Regions from separate parts of the Bombyx mori genome. Here region 2 is linked to region 1. A link is a contact called in public Hi-C data. All regions are on one chromosome and are shown on one strand. The core of a region is the stretch at or near the end of the contact, and the rest is flanking DNA. Distances in the headings are between cores, read along the strand shown.

Region 1 (5,116 bases), core at 1,834-4,333:
CAACGGCTTCATATTTGTTATAAGAAACGTCACGTGTTGATGTATTTATACATGTGTCTTCTGTTTATTCAGACCATAATCCCTTTGACACTGTATAGGTGCATCGCGACACACGCCGGCTGGCGCGACACGTCAACTTGACGTATCTGTGTCGAGGTCTGTATAATACACTAGTGTCATGTATTTCGGTAGGTTACGCAACCGTTTTGATCTGTGATATCGTCATAAATCAATCTTTTGTGCTTCACCTCAAACTCGATGTCATTAGGCCATACATATTTTAACCGGGAAGACGAAAATCATATTGTAGTTATCGTGTTATAGTGGTCCTCAGGTAGTCAAAATTCGACTTTAATTAATCTAAATTATAAGTTTTTACACTATCATGATTATATTTACCAAGACTAATAAACTTCAGTATACACAGATTTCGCCAAGACTACGTACACTGACAAATATTAATAAAGATAAACAATATTTAGTCTATTCTCAATTTGACCACAGACTATAAGCAATAAGAAGAGTTTGATAATAAACAAATAGTATGCAAGCGTGTGTGTGTGTGTGTGTGTCAAATCCATGGTAGTGTTTGTAATTTTTATTTTATTGATTTAGTGTATTTTAATGTACATTTAAAAGAAATTATCATTCTGCACTCCTTCTCTGTATTCTCTATAAGTTTGGGAAATTTCATACTCATCCGCCCACGCAATTTTCGTAAAAAAGGGGTACAAAGTTTTTGCTTCACCTATTAATTATAGATATTCTCAGCAGTATCTGGACTTTTAGTTCAATTTACGACATTAAAATCTGTTCACGAAATCATGTATGAAGTTACTGGGTATTTTGGACATAATGATATGAATGGCATTGGGATGCATTCCTGTCCAAGGTGATGACCATCTAAGTGTAGTGTAGGGTGAATTTAAAGTTATCTGAAATAAATTCTAGTTAAGCCAAACATATTAAAGCCTAATCACAATGTAATTCGGCGCATTTCCTGTCATATAGGAATACATCCTTAGTCATCTAAGGGATAAAGAAAACTCAAACGAGTCAATAACATTTTAATTCTCAGTCATGCATAGAAAAAAGCCATCGAGTGCGGTCACCGTTCATGCGCGACTAATCTCCCATACTACCCCAGAAGTCTATCTCCTCTTCCTCCTCCTCGATTACCTCTTTACATTCCTTGGGCTCTTCCTCAAAAGCTTCAAGTTTTTGGTGTTCTAAAGCTTTAACTTCGTTATCATCTGCAGCAGTCTCGACTGAGGCTTCTACGTTCGTGCTTTCGTTTCTTCTTTCTCTCGAATGACTTCTGGAATGAGAACGCGCTGATAAATTAGGAGCGCTTCCGAACGCGCCGACCTTATCTTCTTTGTTCATCCGTCCGAACTCCGCCTCTTCGAGCGACGTGAACATGTTTAGTTCTTCCTCGCGGGACGCACGAGAATCTTTCGACGATGTCGACGAAGACGACCTTCGCTTTTTGAAACTCCTGCGTCTCCCGCTTGGGTCGTGTCGTTGCAAAGGTCGATACTTAATTCCGTCAAGTGATCTTAAACAAAACATGAACATAATACAGTGAGTGATGGCTCTCTGAGAACGTGCATGGCTCGATGGATGTGTACAATGTGGCTACAGCACTACAAGCGCGTGACAAGTGTGTGGCGAACTCATCGGATATTAACCTGAGAAAATCTTCGTTGTACACCCCGCCGTTGTCGTCGTCATATGATTGAAAATGGATCTCTGGTGTCGGAGGCGGACTCTGGGGACTGTACTCCCAGGTCATTTTATCCTTGGTAGTTTCTTCGTCGGTAACATGATTCAAGTTGATAGGAGTTGGCGATCGTCTGCTTTGTCCAACGTTGATAGATTCCGAGCTATTAGATAGGATAGTTTTCGTTCTAGTTGGCGAATACCTTTCAGGTTTGAAATCGCCATTTGGAATCGTGTGGTCTTCGACTGATTCTTGACCAAAGCTAGAGATTCTCGTAGAAAATAACAGGGGAGTAGAATCGGATTTTTCATTATAGTACTTTACTTCGGCGGATTGGAGTCTTCCTTTCTTATCTTCCGTCAAACATATGTATCCTTGGCCGTAATCGATCCAGCTGTTTGACGTTTTAGCGGATTTTCTGAGGAGATCTGTGTAGTGCTCAACAAGATCTTCGAAGCCTGGTTGATTGTCAGGTATGGTACCGCTTAGGATGTGTCTAACACATTCAACAGCTTCATGGACACCGGCGTAGGTGATCACGATAGATACCATAAGTCCCATTGTAATATATCAGCACTTAACTAAAGGAATGTTTAGGGTTTTTTGATTGAACTCAACTAAAAGGGGAGGGATGTCTGTAGCGATATATCGCTGTGGCAAGATTTGAACAACTGAAATTAAAGTGTTATTGTGTGCCAATGAATTCAATCCAGATTTAGACTAGCTTGGCGTTGCCCAAAGTATTACATTTTACACGATCGCTCAAGGCTGAGGTCGCTGTGTTTTCCGAACCGGTAATATATGTGTTCCAATCAATTAATAGATTGGTAACAAATCTTTTTAATAGTCAGTTAATCTTATGTGGCGTAGGTGGACAATTCACAGTAGAATCTCCATTATCCAACAAAAAGACATTATGTTGTCTTGGAAGAATGCTTATCAGAAATTTATTGTAAAACATTTTTTTAGAAATTTCTTATTGATATATCGACTGTTTGACTTCGACATATTTATTTATTTATTGCGTACACGACGTAGGGAAACAGTCTTCTAAAAACATTCTGTTTGCTCTACTAATTCACTAACTACTACTCTAATCGTTACGGATTGATTTATGTTGTTGCAAATATATTATGCATATTAAAATTAAGATCCCTCTACATAGTTAAAACTTGGCTTTGACAACAAGGTGATATGATGCGTGTGACATTTGTTAGCCATATGGATGTTATTATCTGTAAATAAATCATTTGTAAATTGAGCCAATGAATGTTTGCTATTATCATAGGCGTCTTGGATTTACGTTTTCTACCTGGTCTTAAACTTTAATTTAAAAATAATAGTTTAAAGAAACTAACAAAATACGTTTTTATAGAAAGTTCAACTAAAAAATAGAAAATAAATTTTAAGAAATTTGAAAAAAAAAATTTCTTACACATTTTTAATAAATAAATTTTAAGAAATTTGAAAAAAAAATTTCTTACACATTTTTAATTCAAATTTATTAAAATTTATTTTCTATTTTTAGTTGGATTTTCTATAAACGCGTATTTTGTTAGTTTTTTTAAACTATTATTTATTTTTCATTTTTTAGTTGAATTTCAATTTTTTCAATTTTTTTTTAATGTTGGATTTGTCATCGATCCTTAATAAGTTTACCAAATTTCGAGTTAATCCGACGTTTTGAAGGGGGTCAAAATCATGTTCAAAGATTTCGTTACAAACTAAAATACTAACATACATACGTCTGAAGCTAATAAAAGCGTATTAAAAATAGTTAATTTTACGAAAGACTTCATTGGTGGCAGCGTGTAATCATCCTACGTGAGTTTTGTTTTAGTGATATTATGGAATCTTTTGAGACCGCAGGGGTCGGTACTACCATCCTGCCTATGTCTATCTAACCTAACAGTTATGCGTTCCAGTTTAAGGGATGCAACAATTACGGTTTGAGTCCATAGACATCACACCGTGATCACCGCTATCCACGTTCACACTAGAAGTCTAAGACTCCAGCTTTAAAGATTACGCGAATTATAATTTTGCGGGTTTGATTTTCGTTACACTTCCACTGAGTTTCTGGCCGTATCTTCTCAGTGGGTCGCGTTTCCGATCCGGCGGTAGAAGCACTGCTCTTGCTAGGTTCAGTGTTAGCGTCACTCCGTTTTGAGCCCCGTGAGCTCACCTACTAGTTAAGGTTACGCTGAAATAGCCTCTAAAGGCTATCAGTTTAGGTAGGAAAAAACAATCGTTGTTATTCTTTCATGGCGCAAGTCCTTCGTGCACATGTGTTAAGTACGTAGTTCATTAGATAATTTGTTACCTGCCAGCGGGATTCCTTATCGTTTAGGCTACGATAACTTCTCTTTTTCTTTTTTATTTCTAGTTTCTTAGTTTAGTTTAGTGAAGGAATAATTTAGCAGAAAAGCGGCAATAAATTTTAATTTTAATTCATGCCTTTTTTTTATAAATTATGCACGTGTCATTGACCTTTAAAAAACCCGTTGCACACGTAACTAACATGTACTAATATAATATATGTCGCTCATAAAACGCGCGCCGGATAAAATTCGCAGATTGTTTTGAAATAATGCCAGACCGAATAGAACTCAATGGCCGCGACGGTTCGCTTTAAAAAAATAGTATCAATTCCGATTTTTTTTTTTTTAAATGAAAAACAATCTATTTTCATAAACAGCAGCGGAAAATTGTTTTAATGTTGTTTTTTTAGCTAGAATAGGCTTATATTAAAACTGATGACGCCTTATTTATTATTGTTCAAATCAATTATATGTATGGCGGAAAATTCCACACACGAAATCGGATTTAAGACTTGGTGTTAGTCGAAGAGATATTAAGATTTTATTGAATTTGCATCTCAAATCTCAGGGTGGTGGTGTTTTTTTTTTTTTTTTTTATTGCCCTTGCAGGCAAACTAGCATACGGCCCACGTGATGGTGAGTGGTTACCGTCGCCCATGGACTTCAGCAATGCCAGGGGCAGAGCCAAGCCGCTGCCTACCAAAGCTGCTGGTGTCCTCGTTGATGTCTATAAGTTCCAATAACCACTTATCACTAGCCCGTTTGCTCATCTGATTACGAAAGTAAGGCTCCGGTAACCATGATCAATGCCATAAGAATTTTTTTTATCTTAAATTAATTTATCCGTAAAAGTTATATTAAGAATTTTTTTTAATACTGGTTATGTTTAAAATAGCATCAGCCATGAATATTTGATTTTAATAAAATTAAAATAAAACTTAAATTATAAACCTCCTCATATCTGTAAAATAACGGTAAATTTTAGAATGCCTATAACGTGCTTATAACTATTTAATTTAAAAGATGAAAAAAGTTCATTTTAATAATAATGTACCAATTAATTTTATAAATT
Region 2 (5,116 bases), core at 1,576-4,075, 47 kb before region 1:
CTAAGTGGCAACAGGCCAGTTTCCACATGCAAGGCCTATGACTTGTATCAAATTTATATAATATAATCCTCAAATTTCAACAAATTTTAAATTACAGGCTGTAAATGTATTAAAGCAACACGGAGTCAAAGAAGAAAGAATCATTTTATCGAATTTATTCTGCACACCGGCAGCGGTACAAGCTGTAGTCGATCACGTACCCAAAATGAAAATATTAACTTCGGAGCTGCATCCTGTGGCCCCAAATCATTTCGGACAGAAGTACTTCGGAACTGATTGATACGAAGACGAATTCGAGGTCTAGACAGACCAAAAATAATACTAATGCCGAGAAGCACCTGAACTTGTTCTAAAATGTGTTTTTAATGAGAAATGTATGCTTGCGATTAAATTTCGAAATTATCGTCTTATTCGTCGTATTCTTAGTAAGATGTATCCTTGAAAATTCAATGTTAAATGATACCAATGAATATTATAGTTTTAACCTATTAAAGATAATAAAAAAAACATATTCCTATTGTAGAGTAAGTGACTATTTATTAATGTATTAAAAAATGTTTTATGCAACTTTGAAAATAATACAATACGCACATAATTGTATGTTTCTCTCTATGGTCAAGTAAGAGTCTGGTCTTAGCCAGACCTGTGCTATTTCCTAACTATCTTCTAGATACTAAGTTCAATGCAAAAGCACAAAATGCCTGTTTTGTATTTATGAAGGATACAATGAAATAGTTACTGTATTCTTTTTGGTTAAGAATAGCTTTTTAAATATTAACTTATATTGCAATGTAAATTGGAGGTTGCTGTAAATGAAGGTGATAAATAAAAAACAATGTTTTATTTTTGATAATTTATTTCAGTTTCACAGTTTACAATCTATGGGTAGATACAAGTATTTAATTAGATCAGATCACACATGTAAGCAGTTATCATTATAAATTAATAGTTCAACATTTCGAATAATTTAAAACCTTATTAAGTAACCTTTATAAAGTGTTCCCCAAACATTTTAGTTGTTGACTCAATCCAGCTAGTGATATTCTTTAACACAGATGTTACTCACTTATTGTAAGATTCTACACCCTAATAAATATTATTTAACATTGTAAAAATATTGATAACATTCAATTATATCGTAACAAGTTTATTACTTATTCGAGAACAAAAATATTATATTTTTTAATTTTATTAGTAAAACTAAATGTCACTTACAATTACTGTGTTAGATGGCGACCTTCCGATGGCGTATATGGCAACATTACATCTAAAATCTCATTTTTTAAATAACATGTGACACAGCAACACCATCGGCGTCTCTTCGAATAAAAAGTGCGTACTCCCGTATATAAATAAATACTTAAAATATAACAAGTATATTAATACTTTGTCAATATATTCCTTACACACTATGTTACAATATGACAAGCACTTCTTACTAAGTTCGATTATAAATGATGAACAATAAAATTTAGATCTGGCAACACCAGCCAAGATGCCTTCTTACATTACAATGTTGTTAAAATCGAATGTCCTTTTCTGTCACTTCGTTTTTCGAATTGATAGAAAGGAAGGCAAGATTTAGAGGCACAACATTCACATTTATTAAGGTGGTACGAATTATATTAAAACATAATAATTTCAAAATTGACTTAGATATGTTATTAAGGCATCGTGTGAATCCAGCGCCGCAATATAGATCTAGGACTAAATACAACAGCCAAAGCGAAATAACGTGGCGGTTAGCACATCGATACATACATAAAATAAATACAGATTATACGTATTAAATTCGACTATTAGTATCAATATCTGAGTGATAACAGTCTATATAAATATATTATATAGATAATAAATTCAATAGAAAAGCAAATTAAATCAATTTTGTGCATTCACTTTAATTAATTATTTTTTTGTGATTTTTCGTGTATTTTTTACTTTTATTAAATAAAAAAAATATCGTTATTTGGGCACCGTACTAACGTTGGCCCTGCCCTTGCGAAAGTTAAATTTGTCAGTGATGTCGTAAATCTTTTCGCTCGAGGTGTCCTGCTTTCTGAACGCGCACCAGTCTCGGGCGTTAGCGACTACCGGTAGTATGGTATGTTCGCTGCACATCACAAAAACATTTGTCATATATAAATTGTATTGCGTGTGAGGGATGGAGCGATGCGAGAGCGGAAGCGTTGAAGCGAGACAGGTGTATTTACATGAGCTTCTGCTTGGCGCACTCGGGACAGATGATGTCCTGTCCGTCGGTGATGAAGCCCTTGCCGACGAGCGAGGTCTTGCACTGCGCGCAGATGAAGCAGTCGTTGTGCCAGTGTCTGTCTTCGAACGAGATGAAGCGGGTGCCGCCGATACCTGGAAACGTCACATTTCATTTGGACCGTTCTAATTTAGTTGTTTTTGGAACGAAGTTATGGGACGATGCGGAGGGGTACCCTAACCGGGAAAAAACGTTTGTAACGTAAGATTTTTATTAGTAATGCACACAGTGTACGACTTAAGTATCTAATAACGTACAAAAAATAACATATTTTTTTATCATTCATTGACCACGATCTCAGAGCGTTCGTTTGCGCAACTCATGCAAACAACCGTGAATGAAGTGTACCACAATAAGTTCGCACGTTTTATTTTCTTTATACCTCGAATAGAACTTAAAATTAATATTTTTATAATAAGGAACTTCGCTACTACCTGTTTTTTTTTTTTTTTTGGAGTGCCAGTTCGTCATACCTGTGATGGGCTTGGTGCAAGAAGTGCAGCGCTTGGCGAACAGTTCCCCGAAGCACTCGGCGCAGTAGGGCTTCTCGTCGCGCGAAGTGAACCGCTGGCCGGCGAGCGACGTGTTGCAGTTCGTGCACGTGAAGCACTCGCGGTGCCATGGCTCGTTCTTGTACGTCACGCCGCCTTGTGTGATTATCTGGAAATTAAAATCAGAGTTACACTCTCTAGGTATTCTAAACGCATAAATAAAGTTATGGTGCCCCTATGATGTCTCGTCATAGGGGCACCATAACTCTAGCTGAGTGCCCTGAGAGGTTATATCAGCGTAACCTTAACTAGTAACCCTGACGACGTTGCTAACACGAACCCTAGGAAGAGCCGTGCTTCGTAGAATCTACCACCGGATCGGAAACGCGACCCACTGAGAAGATCCGGCAAGAAACTCAGTGGGCTGTATCTGGGGGTTAATTTATGACCGGATGTACCGATGACCGGAGTAAGAATTCGCATATTAGGAAACCTCTTTACTAAAATCCTCCCGATCCTGCGAACCGAATGGTAAAGAGTCGACAACGCTCTACACACGTCATTTTAGATCCTTCCGATCGACTAACGGTGCTTTTAGTTACCTCAAGCACCGGTCATCGTCCTCGCCGAACCCGTCGCTTGCGACGAAGAGTTCGACGAGCAAAGTAACCCACAGACAAGCCCACCGAGTTTCACGCTGGATCTTCTCAGTGGGTCGCGTTTTTTATCTGGTGGTAGATTCTGCGAAGCACTGCTTTTGCTAGGGCTAGTTTTAGCAACGTCGTCAGGTTTCAGCCCCATGAGCTCACCTACTACTTCTATGAATCTAGTATAACCCCTCAAGGTTACTAGAATAGGTAGGAAAAAAATCTAAAATTCGTAGGCGTTCTCTTGTCCGTCTCTTGTCAGTAGTAAAACAAGCAATATTTGTGTGTTCCATATATTTTAAACTTCAATTTTGTATAGGAGGGTTGGCGCTTCTAGATACCTACATAATGACTGTTTTTTTAATAAAATCGAATAGATAAAAGAAGTTAGAATCAAATAGATAAAAGAAGTTAGTTAGTTAAAGCGGCCAATGGTCGGAGGCGCTGGCGGGACATTACAAGGAGTAAAATTATGTCGTAGTACAATGGTCACGACCCTCAGCAGTGCGGAAACGACCCAAGGAGGAGAAAAGAAGTTAATGTACTGTGTAGGTACCTTGTTACACTTGACGCAGCGGGTGGCGAACTTGTCCTCGTAGCAGCCGGCGCAGTAGATCTCTTGCTCGCGCGGGATGAAGCTCTTCGTGCCGATCGGGTTCTTGCAGACAACGCAGCAGAAGCACTTCTCGTGCCACTGCCTGGTCTTGTACTCCATCTTCTTGGTTCCTGAAACCAAGCATAAAGACCTTTTTAATATCATCTATAATTACTTCTGCAAATATAAATTAAGGAGTAACATTTTTTGTTTATGCCCCTAACATACAATCACTTCAATGAATTTAACAACATTTCGTTAACGATAACGACTTATTTTTAACGATATTGTCTAAAATATACGCAAAAATCAGCTTGGAGAATTTACGTGAGGTAAGTAATGTTTTTATGTACCTTGATTACCTGATTGATACCTAGAAATTTGCTGAGCGAGCTATCAGATAGGCATGCGGTCCTAGTACATACTAACACTATTCAATTGGCCACATTTCGTTAGTCAGAAAATACGTGACGTCCTGTGATTCTGGTATCTCGAGCTAAATCATATTAGTTTGATAGAATACGTGTGCTTACCTATTAGGTACTTTAGCGAAATTATAGGGATATAACTAAAAATTTAAGTTGAGGTTTTTTTTTTTTTTAAATTGCTTTCGCGTGGGGCAAGTTCATTTGTATAATGTTCAATTTGTAGTTTATCGTTTCCAGTCGACCTCGCGATTTCAAGTTCAGCGATCTTCCGGCAAGGTCTCGCAATAAAACTACATGAAAACATTGTGAAAGCGACGTTTTTACGACCGGAAACGGATGCGGAACGGTACAAACCTTACCATTTATGAATCGAGTTTTTGAAAAGCAATTTGTGGTGCCTCTTGTAGTTGAGGGCAATCGAGTTTCGCAAAGAAATATTCAAGAGTAAAAATCACAGTCCATCTGTTGCTTGTTGGTTTTAATTCACCTTTTTCCGAACGAAGACTATTTAGCTTTAAAATTAACAATTTTCGTAAACACACCGTTACTCATACGGTGGATGTAAATCTTCATAAAATATGTCTATTTTGTAACAACCTGTCATTATGCTCAATATATAAATCGAACACAATAATTAATAGTCATAAATTATAATTTGGAAACAAATTAAATTCAAGATTGTCTAT

The links. A called contact is a pair of places that touch in the nucleus more often than the background predicts.
Region 2: a contact with region 1 is called in a Hi-C map of whole pupa, with 1.8 times the contacts expected there. The contact joins the enhancer-like site here to the promoter of LOC134200940 in region 1. A contact is called at or near these places in 2 of 7 Hi-C or Micro-C datasets (both in whole pupa).

The regions. Positions count from the first base shown.
Region 1 is chr22:2,775,668-2,780,783 of ASM3026992v2, reverse strand. LOC134200940 reads right to left here and starts at 3,083. Exons shown (of 2, transcript XM_062674869.1): 1 at 1,692-3,083; 2 at 1,054-1,558. The coding sequence starts at 2,284. The coding sequence ends at 1,126. All of the region lies in intron 6 of LOC101741761 (four and a half LIM domains protein 2), which reads right to left.
Region 2 is chr22:2,822,445-2,827,560 of ASM3026992v2, reverse strand. LOC101741761 (four and a half LIM domains protein 2) reads right to left here. Exons shown (of 10, transcript XM_062674867.1): 9 at 3,964-4,133; 10 at 839-2,929. The coding sequence ends at 2,567. LOC101742199 (uracil phosphoribosyltransferase homolog) reads left to right here. Exons shown (of 4, transcript XM_004924741.4): 4 at 98-853. The coding sequence ends at 280. Among protein-coding and RNA genes, the nearest start is that of LOC101742199, 5.3 kb to the left of the region's middle. Within about 2 kb of position 2,825, at least 2 of the 8 cell types and tissues checked have open chromatin away from gene starts, as enhancers often do.